Regions from separate parts of the Sus scrofa genome. Here region 2 is linked to region 1. The links are chromatin contacts, called in public Hi-C maps. All regions are on one chromosome and are shown on one strand. Each heading gives the region's core, a stretch centred on a gene start, on an enhancer-like site or on the middle of the called end of the contact. The rest is flanking DNA. Distances are from core to core; before and after follow the strand shown.

Evidence for each region. A called contact is a pair of places that touch in the nucleus more often than the background predicts.
Region 2: a Hi-C map of skeletal muscle shows a contact between it and region 1, with 4 times the contacts expected there. The contact joins the promoter of CEP295 here to the enhancer-like site in region 1. A contact is called at or near these places in 1 of 5 promoter capture datasets (liver), 6 of 47 Hi-C or Micro-C datasets (alveolar macrophages, embryonic fibroblasts, heart right ventricle and 3 more) and 1 of 2 datasets of contacts at active chromatin or transcription factors (skeletal muscle).

The regions. Positions count from the first base shown.
Region 1 is chr9:25,968,877-25,973,796 of Sscrofa11.1, reverse strand. It overlaps LOC106504851. Among named protein-coding and RNA genes, the nearest start is that of CEP295, 130 kb to the left of the region's middle. Within about 2 kb of position 2,411, at least 33 of the 83 cell types and tissues checked have an H3K27ac peak or open chromatin away from gene starts, as enhancers often do. A contact at or near this core is called in liver, retroperitoneal adipose tissue and skeletal muscle, where this site is marked.
Region 2 is chr9:26,100,285-26,105,204 of Sscrofa11.1, reverse strand. CEP295 (centrosomal protein of 295 kDa) reads right to left here and starts at 1,938. Exons shown (of 31, transcript XM_021062639.1): 1 at 1,798-1,938. The coding sequence starts at 1,933. LOC102157509 (a long non-coding RNA gene) reads left to right here and starts at 2,081. Exons shown (of 4, transcript XR_002335587.1): 1 at 2,081-2,424.

The DNA.
Region 1 (4,920 bases), core at 1,162-3,661:
AGAGTAATGTTTGGGAGCTCCTGCTGTGGTGCGTTGGGGTCGGTGGCATCTTGGGAGCCCTGGGGCGTAGGTTCGATCCCTGGCCTGACACATTGGGATCCTGCCTTGCCGCAGCTGTGGCTTAGGTTGCGACGATGGCTCAGATCTGATCCTTGGCCCAGGAATTCCATGTGCTGCAGCGTGGCCAAAAAAAAAACAAAAACAGAAAGAGTGTTGTTTGTAAAACTCTGAGCATCTTACCTAGTAAGTGATCAGTAATTGTAAGCATCCAGCACTTTTATTTGTGTTCGCCCTTCGTTAGTCAGTCAGTGTGTGCGTGTGCCTGTGGGATCATGGCAGATCCAGGTAGTGTGTGTGCAAGCAGGATGCCGGTGGTGTAAGAGAGATTTCAGACAGGCGCGTGATATGTGCAAAGTGCTGCCCTCAGTGTAAGTCAGCCGAGCGGAGATGTCACCTTGGCTCCCGGGTCTGAGAGGGCTCTCAGCAGCGCAAATTAAAGCAAGCCTTGCTTGCCCCTTTGAGAGAGTTGAGCAGGTAGACGCCACTGACTTCTGATCCACCCTTGATTTGCAAATGAGGACCCCAGGCCCCAGGGGTGAGCTGCCTGGGTCAGGGTCACAGCCCTGCTGAGGAGAGGCCCGCCTGGAGCCTGCCCTGCCTGCCTGCTGCCCACACGTGTGCTTAGTGGGTGCTCCACGTATTCTCGTGTTCTCTCAGCCCCCAGAAGAGCTTAGGATTACTTATCTAGTGAACAAACAGGGTCCTGGTTCTGGTCCTGGCTCTTCTGTCTCTTAGCAGAGCTCAGTTTTGCCCTCAATGGGATGGGTACAGCACCCCTGCCTCCCTTCTAGGCTTATCTTCATTCACTCAGAATCTATGCAACAAATAGATTTATTCAGCCGGCCAGTATTCTGTTTGTTGGGCATTTCATCCCGAACAAAAGACATCGAAACCCTGTTCTCTTGGGGCTGATTTTCGCATGTGGGGCCGCAGACAATAGCTGGTTACAGTTCACAGTACGCGTCCTAATTTCCTGGGGCGGTGAAACAAGGGCCCGCAGCCTGGTTGGCTTGAACAACAGGGACGTCTTCCCCTGCAGGCCTGGTGTTCTGAGGGAGACCCTGTTCCCAACTCTCCTCCAGCTTCTGGTCGTGCTGGTGGCCTCGGTGCCCCGAGCTCATGGTTGCACAGCTCTGCTCTCCGCCTCTGTCATCACATGGCCTCCTCCCTGGGTCTGTGTCCTCTGCTTCCTTATGAGGGCCCACCCTCCTCCAGAGGTCCTCATCCTGTCTTAACATCTGCGGGGACCCTGTTTTCAAATGAGGTCACGTTCTGAGGTTCCCGGTGGACATGGACCTCAGGGGGACACCGTTCACCCCAGGACAGTATGTGAGGGAGTGATGAGTGCTGAAAAGCCTGGGGAGTGCCCGGGGCGCGGGGAGGTGGTGAGGTGTGGAAAGGTGGGCTGGGCAGGCCTTGCTGGGCAGGTGGTGTTGGAGGGGTGGGGAAGGAGGAGCAGAGGGCTGGAAGGGGGTGCATTCCAGGCAGAGGGACCAGCAGACACGGAGGCCTTGAGGTGGACGTGTGTGCCTGCCAGGCTGGCTTGGGGACATCGGGGTGGAAGTCACGTGTGGGTGTATGTGTGGGTGTGGGTGTGTATCAAGGATCAGGTGGTCCTCGCTGGGCTTTGGCCTTTTACCCTAGCAGGATGGGAGCTGCTGTTGTGTGTGTGAGCATGCTGGGAGCAGGGTTGTGTGCGGACTAGCTGGTCAAGGATTTTTCCAAGTTCAGGGGCCATTGCAGCCTTGTGTCTGTACACCTGCGTGTTTTGCAGCCGTTGTTTCTCTGCAGTTTCTTTTTGAAATAATCAGTGTTCTGCTGACCCTTGGTCCACTGCCCTTTCCTGTCTGTTCCCTCTCCTGCTAGATGCTTTTTCACCTACCTGCTCCCCCACACTTAAACCACAAGCAGGAAGAAGAGAAAGTAGATAAGGCTGGGGCCGGCCGGCTGCCGGGAAGCCCAGCACACGTGGCAGCCGTGCCGGGCGCTGCCTCCTCCCCACTGGCCTGGGCCCGCCTGGTGGACACGGTGCTCCTCACCCCGGCGGATTTAGAAAATGCTGAGGTCAGGGCCAGCTCAGCGTGCTCAGCTCCCCACATCCTTCTGTAGATCAAGTCCCTGTGCCGTGAAAAGTGTCGAGTCAGCTGCCTTGGGCGGCAGCCTCACTCAGCCTTGAAAATCCAGGCAGGGCGGGATGGGATGCGAAAAGCCCCTGTGGAGAGACCGGGGGTCTCCTGGGGTCCTGGCACTCTGCCCAGGCCCTCTCTGCTGCCCATTTTGTCACCAGCCTGCAGTTTTACACTGTTGTTCATGTTTGCCATCCGGATCCGAGCGGGTCCGGAGAGCCGTGCTCCAGGCCTGGCTTGCCCCGGGTGTGCCTGGCCCCAGGGCTGAGGCTTGTGAGGTCCTGGGGGAATCATAACTTCGGATTCCTCGGCGTCAGAGCTGAAGGAAATCTCCTTATCTGGCTGACATTTAATTTCCTCCCTGGGCCGCCAAAGGAAAGGGCCTGGCACGTTTGTGCTTAGGGCTCTGGAGAAGTGGGCCCTCTTCCCGGCCTCCCCCCGCGAGGGGGGTGCCAGGAGTGTGGGTGCAGGGAGGTGGGGACCGAGGGCACTGCTGCCCTCTGGGGAGCGCCGCTGGGGAAGATAATTCGGTGCCAGCGGAGATGGAAATAGGATCCCCAGCGCCAGGAGCAGCTGCTCCTCCCTGGGTTGCAGGAGCTGCCCGTGGGCACCCCTCACCCGCCACCCCACCACTACCACCTCCCAAACGAAACGCGCATCCATCCAGACCAAAAGTCCTGAGCCGGTCCCAGCCAGATCACAGGTCCTGCCTGAGCCAGGCTGGGGGCACCTCCCCGCCCAGCGGTAGAGCTTCCTTCTTTTCCAGACACTGCCGCCACCACCAGGAGCTTGCACTCTGGACCAAGCTCTGACTTCGCGTCCCCAGGAGTCTTTGGAGTCTGAGGGAGTTTCCACACTAGAGCAGAGAGACCCTGCCCGAGGGTGGGAGTGGGCATGGCACCAGGTGTCCCACAAAACCACCTCCTTGTCCTGTGCCTGGTGGCCTTTGTCTCTGCTGATGTGTCCCACGCACTGGGTAGATAAGGACCTGGGGATGGGCATGCCCGACTAGATGTGGGCCGGACAGATTTGTCCTTTTATAAATTGGGGCCCCCACAGGCGGCATCTTTGCCGCAGCTCAGGACCTGGGAAGCTCCGTCTTCTGCCCCATGTTGGGACTGGCCTCATCTCGGTGGCCTTGCAGCAGTCACCTGCCTCCCTGGCCTCGGCTGTCTCATCCCTAACTGGGGTGGGATGCAGAGTCATGCGTGTCTCCTCGCTTGCGCCCCCGCAGCCCCTGCTTGGGGCCTGGGGGAGATTTGCCTGCACCCACTCCCGCCTCACCCGGGGAGCTCCCTGAGGGCAATGGAATGTGAGCTCTGTGTCCCGGGGAGCCTGGCACGGGCTGAGCTCCCATGAGCCCCTCCGCAGCCCTTGTCCTGCTTGGCTTGTCCCTCACCGCCCACCCCCCAAAAAACCAGTGAACATTGATGGGGAAGGAGGGACAGGTGGCGGGGGTTTGCGTGACCCACCCCCACCCTGACTCCGGGGCAGGCGTGCCCAGTTGTTCAGCGTGAGCTCCTTGTTCCTGTTTCAAGTTTCATGCAACTTCTGATCCTTGCCCTGAACAAAGTCCCTTTATTTCTGGATGTTGTCGTGACAGTTGTTTTTGCAATTAGTAGTAAGGCAGAAAAGAATGGATCATGATGACAGGGTTGTCTGTATATTGCAGTCCAAATGTAAGAAATGTCTGTGCATTAAAGAAACACTGTGAAGAATCTTATTTCAGCAATTGTCTCTTGATTTTGGTATTACAGAAGATTTTTTTTTTTATCTTTCAAGTTTTTGTCATTTTATATGTTGAGCATGCATTGTCTAGATAATAAAAGCTGTTAAAATTACTATAAATAATAAATAGCTATTTATTAAGATTCATGTGTACTGCACACTATAAGAACTTGCCAGTACAGCCTTATACAATCCTCACTATAAGCCTGTGAGATTCTTTTTTCAAAAAAATGCAAATGCTAATGTATTTTGTTTTATTCTGATGAAATATACATAACATAAAACTTAGCTTTTTAGCCATTTTAAGGTGCTGTGGCGTGAAGTACGGTCACTGGGAGATCCTTTTTTTGAACCTCTTATTTTATGAATGAGGAAGCTGAGACTTAGAGAAACAATGTTGCTTAAGGTCACAGAAAGCAGGGACTTCCAGAGACAGGATGTGGACCCAGGGTGCTGATGCTGAGAGCCGGGCTCTCTGGTTTGTGGCTGTTGGAGTCCCTGACTACTTACCCTGCCTCGTGCTCACTCGATTGCAGAAAGCCAGTGTGGGTCTAGAGTGTGTCTCTCCTTTGAAAGTTCTAGGGTTGGGTTTTGTGTATTTACAGGGTGGTCTTCTTGGCTTGGGGCATGAGTGGTGACAAGTGGATGACATAAGTGCCGCCTGCTGATGGATACTGGGTTGATAATTTCTCTGCTCTTGTTTGTCTTTGTTTAGCAGGTGGGAGCGTGTGGGGGAGAAGAATGTGGGCCAGGGCTCTGTGGGGGGGAGGGCTGTTGGGGGGGGAGAGGGCCATGGGGGGGCGGTGTGGGGAAGGTGCTCGGTGGGGTGGCGAGGGTGGGGGTGGCAATGGAAAGAGCGGTGGCCTAGAGCTCAGATAGCTGGCTTCGCTGAGTCTGGGTGCACCGTGTGGGGTGATCTTGGAGAAGGGGCATTGAGCTTGGAGTTAGAAGGTTTGTGCTGTCGTCCTGCTTTTACCATGTGGTGGACATGCTTTGGCCTCAATTT
Region 2 (4,920 bases), core at 689-3,188, 130 kb before region 1:
TCTGGACTAAGACCCAAGCAAAGAGCAACACATTTCCTTTGATTGCTGTGTTACTTGAGGTCCTCTAAGAACTGATGCCAAGATGAGATTAAACCCAAAAAGATTTTATTAGGGCAAATGCCTATTTGAGGGAAAATGGGGACAGAGCTGGTAAAGCTGGGAGCATTTTAGACTTCCTTCTGTGCCCATCTGACACTGAGGGAAGCAGGGAGGGTAAGTTGGGTGGATGCCTTGTAAACTGCTTAGAAGCTTCAACAAGACTTCTGGGGAGTCCTTATGCCAAAATTCCTTGTGTCTCAAGGCAGGAACAAACCTACCTTACTGCTCATGTCGTGCTCAGTTATCAACTAGGAGTGCCCATGGAAAGCATCTATGCAAATGAATTTTAGAATACAGGGGCTGAGAGTCTGTGAATTACATCCTAAAGGCTGCTGAGGATGTTTTGTCTCCTTCGACAACTCTAATCTGAGACAGTTCCACAGTCCTTTTTTTTCCTCCCAAGGTCTTGACACTGTAAGAGCCTTTCAGCCAGTTATTTTGCAGAATGACCCTCAATTTGGATTTGTTTAATCATTTCTTGTGGTTAGAATGAGGTTATGCCTTTTTGGCAAGAACACCACACAAGTGATGAGACAACCCTTCTCAGTGCATGGCACAGATGCTAAATGATGTTAACATCATGTGAATTTTGGTCACTTGATTAAGGTGATATCTACCAGGTTTCTCCACTGTAAATACGACTTTTCCTTTCTGAGCGTCTAGTGAAGAGATAGCTGTGGCTATATAAATATCATGTTCCTCATCATACTTTAAGTTTAATGTCCTATGTCTGAAACAATTCCCGTGGCATTTGTCAAAAGGTATTTTCTAGGTCCATTGTTCCTTCTACACTTATCAATTGGAATCCTGCTGTAAGGAAGAGTTTCCCCCATTCCCTCACTTTGTTATATTTATTTATATCAATATGGATTTTCAAATTATATGTATTGTTACTGATCAATAATGGACGTGATAGTACTTATCTCGTAAGATTTTGTCCTAAGGATTAAATGGCAGCTGGCATTTCGTAGTCATAAATACGAAAATTGGAAGATTTGGGTTCAGGACTCAACACTACCGCTTACAGCAGGAAGACACCTAAGTCACTTTGGTCTTGTTTGTTTAAGCTATACGAGAATCATATCTTCTCCAACAGGTTGTTCTGATGGTTATGTGACCTAATAAACATAAACTGCCAAACACTTTCTAAATATTAAAGATCCGAGTATTCTCCGTTGTTTTAAAACCTCAAGTTTATGACAGGACTTCATATCTGAGAAATTAAGTGTGAGCGACACCGAGAAAGAGCATGCTCTCCGCACGAGGCGATTTGGGGCAGTGCTCTTGGACCGCTACCAGGATCGGGACCACGTCCGCGGGGTGACCTGGGGGCAGGTGAGCAGGACGCACCCAGAAGTATCTGCAGTAGCGATCGCGAAGGCCATCCAAGCCATCCCGACTTGGAAGCTCAGGGACCCCGAGAGACCCGACCCCGGGAGGACGCGCAAAAGGCCCCAGAGCGACCTCTCGTACGAAGCAGACGGGCCTGGGTAGGGACGCGCGTGCCACCTGACCTGGCGCTCCTCGCCGCCGCCTGACCGATCCCAACCCAGCGGCCCGCGGCCCGCCGAGGCCGGAGAGCCGCGGGCCGTGCTGCGTGCGCGGCACCCTCTTCCTCCAAAGCACACTCCCTGCTCCAGGGCCTTGGGGAGCCGTGCACGCCCGGAGCCGCAGGGAAACGGCGCGTCCGTCACTCACCTGGGAAACGCGAGCCGGGACGCTGGAACCGCGGCTCAGGCAGAGAAGGCCCCCGAGGCCAGCACACATCAGCCTCCCCACAGCCGTTTGTGCGCCTGCGGGGCTGCCATCGCCGAGCTTCCGTCACTTCCGTCATTCAAACCGCCCGCCAATGGCGCGGCCGAACGGCGGGAATCCTCCTGGTCCCGCCTCTCCCGGGGGCCGCCGGGACAGCCGCGCAGTAAAGCCTGCTCCCCGGCGCATGCGCACGCGCACTTGCCGTTCTGACGTAGGCCCCATTATTTCTCATACCGCGGCTCGGAAGGTTAGTTCACCTCTGTCTGCAGGCTCAGTTTTACAGGTAGCGAGACAGAGGTCCAGAAAGGGGAAGGTATTTCCCCAGAACCACGAGGGTGACTTTAGTTTTAAGCGCCAACCTGAAGATGCCTTTGAATATGCATCCTTTTGTATGTTACCTACACAGTTCGTGTGGTATTATTTTTCACGCTCCAGTTATTTTTGTGATAACTTTCAACTGGTACAAGTGAACTCTTTATCATGTTGCTTCTAGAGGTCCGACATACCTAGAACGTGTCAAGGATTTATCTGCTGTAAATAACCTCTTAATCAGAAAGGGGAAGAGCGCAGGTTCGTATTGAGCACCTATCATGTTGTGCCAGATACAGTGTGCTTGGTGCAGGGGAGACAAGGGTAAATGGATTATGGCACCTATCCCAGATTTTATTGTCCAGGGTGGTGAAACATATCAGGAATCAAAGGATTAGAAAATGGAGAGAGAGGCAGAGGAAGTCGCTGGTATGAGCTGATACAGCTTCATGTGGAGAAGAGGGCAGAGAAAGTTAAGACTGAAATTGAAGGTAGAGAAGCCAATTAGGATACTCCTACAGAACGTGAAAGATGATCACAATAAAAATAGAGAGATATGGGTCCGTTTAAGAGGCAGGGAGTTCCCGTCATGGCTCAGTGGAAACGAATCTGATTAGTATCCCAAGTTCCATCCCTGGTCTTGCTCAGTGGGTTAAGAATCCCGCATTGCCATAAGCTGTGGAGGTCGCAGATACGGCTCAGATCTGGCATGGCTGTGGTGTCGGCCCGTGGCTACCGCTCTTGATTGGAGCCCTAGCCTGGGAACCTCCATGGGCTGTGGGTGTGGTCCTTAAAAAAAAGAAAAAAAAAAAAAAAAAAAGGGCAAACAGGAGGCCAAGCATCAAGAGTTAGTGGTTACCTGGTTGTGGAAGGCGGAAAAGAGGGAGAAATGAATGGTGATTCCTGAGTTCCTTATTTGGCAACTGAATGGATGAGCATAACATTCTCCTAGAACACACAGAAAGGATCAGGTTAGGGTGGGGAAAATAGTGAGTTAAACTTTGAATGTTTGTAATTTGAGCTATTTCTGGGATACCTTGGCCAAGGGATGAATTTCAGAAATATTTAGAAGGCAGAATTAGAAGTAGTTGACAAAACAATTGCATTTGAGGTTGAAGGAAAAGGGAGAATACAGTTAACCTCACAGCCACTGGCTTGAGGAGCACCGTTAATGGGAGAAATCACCAAGGGAGAAATCAGAAATGGGAGTCTGTTTAGTGGGCAAGGCGATGAGCTCACCTCTGGAAATGTTCGGCTTCATGTGCCTGTGAAACATCCATTGAGGTGAGAGAAGCAGAGGAATACAGAGGTAGACAGCCCACAAACTGGGCTAGCAGATAGACTTGGGTTTCATTTCTGTATTATGTAATAAGCAAAGCTGTAGAAGTGGGTGAGATCACTTAGGGAGAATTTGCAGAGTGGGAAGGGTGATAAGGACTAAACTGAGGAACACCAAAACTTAAAGGAATTGAGAAGAGGAAACACAGAAGAAACAGTTTGACCCACCTTAGTTTTATAGACAAGGAAGCTGAGTTACAGTAACTGGACCAAGAGCACATCTAAGGGAAGGGTGGAACCATGACTAGAATTCATGTATTTTTCAAAAATCCTGGGGTTCTTCCTCCTTGCTTCCTTCCCTGTTTCCTGTCACATTTATCTTAATGAATAATTGAGTGTGTTCTAAACAGTCTTTAACTTTCTCAACATCTCACACATCCAGCAAAAGATATGTCCATTATGTGATGCCTTGGGCTAGGTTTGCTGCCCACCATGTTTCCCAAAAGCACCCTGCACCTTCCCCATCGTGGCACAGACCCGTTCTTATTGAAATGATCTCTTTATGGGTTCTCTTTGATTAGACTCTGAATTCCTCAAGAACTGAGAGTGCAATTTGTTCAGTTGCCTGCCACGTAGAGCTTCTTAAATGTTTGTTGAATAAGTGAATAAACGAATGGGTTATACATGCATCACTTCCCCAACCTGCATTTGGGGTAGAAATTTTTTTTTTAGGGCCACACCTGCAGCATATGGAGTTTCCAGGCTAAGGGTCTAACTGGAGCTGTAAGCTGCCGGCCTACAGCACAGCCACAGCAACACCATATCCGAGCCACGTCTGCAGCCTACACCACAGCTCATGGCAACGTGGATCCTTAACCCACTGAGCGAGGCCAGGGATCGAACCCGCAACCTCATGGCTAGTCAGATTCATTTCCACTGCACCATGACGGAAACTCCTGCAATTGGAGATTTTGCATGAAGGCTTCTATGTTTTTATTTTTTTAAAATTTATTTATTTACTTATTTTCTTTTTAAGGCCTCACCTATGACATATGGAAGTTCCTGGGCTAGGGGTTGAATCAGAGCTGCAGCTGAGGCTTACGCCACAGCACAGCAATGCTAGATCTGAGCCGCATCTGTGACCTATGCTGCAGCTTGCAGCAACGCCGGATCCTTAACTCACTGAGTGGGGCCAGGGATTGAACCTGCATCCTCAGGGACACTGTTGGGGTCTTAATCCACTGAGCCATAATGGGATCTCCCTTGTTATGTTTTTAGTAGGAGGCACTAAGGAATCAAAAAAAGCTGGTTTAACCTCATAACCCTGAGACTTTCCAGCTGTAGGACACTAAACCAATGAGCTTTAGTTCCTGGTTGGATTCTATTTTGCAACCAAACCACCCTCGAAAGTCCAGAATGGCTATTCCTTATGTCTGGCAGTTGATTCGGACTGGCAGCTGAAAATTTAGTTGGAACTGT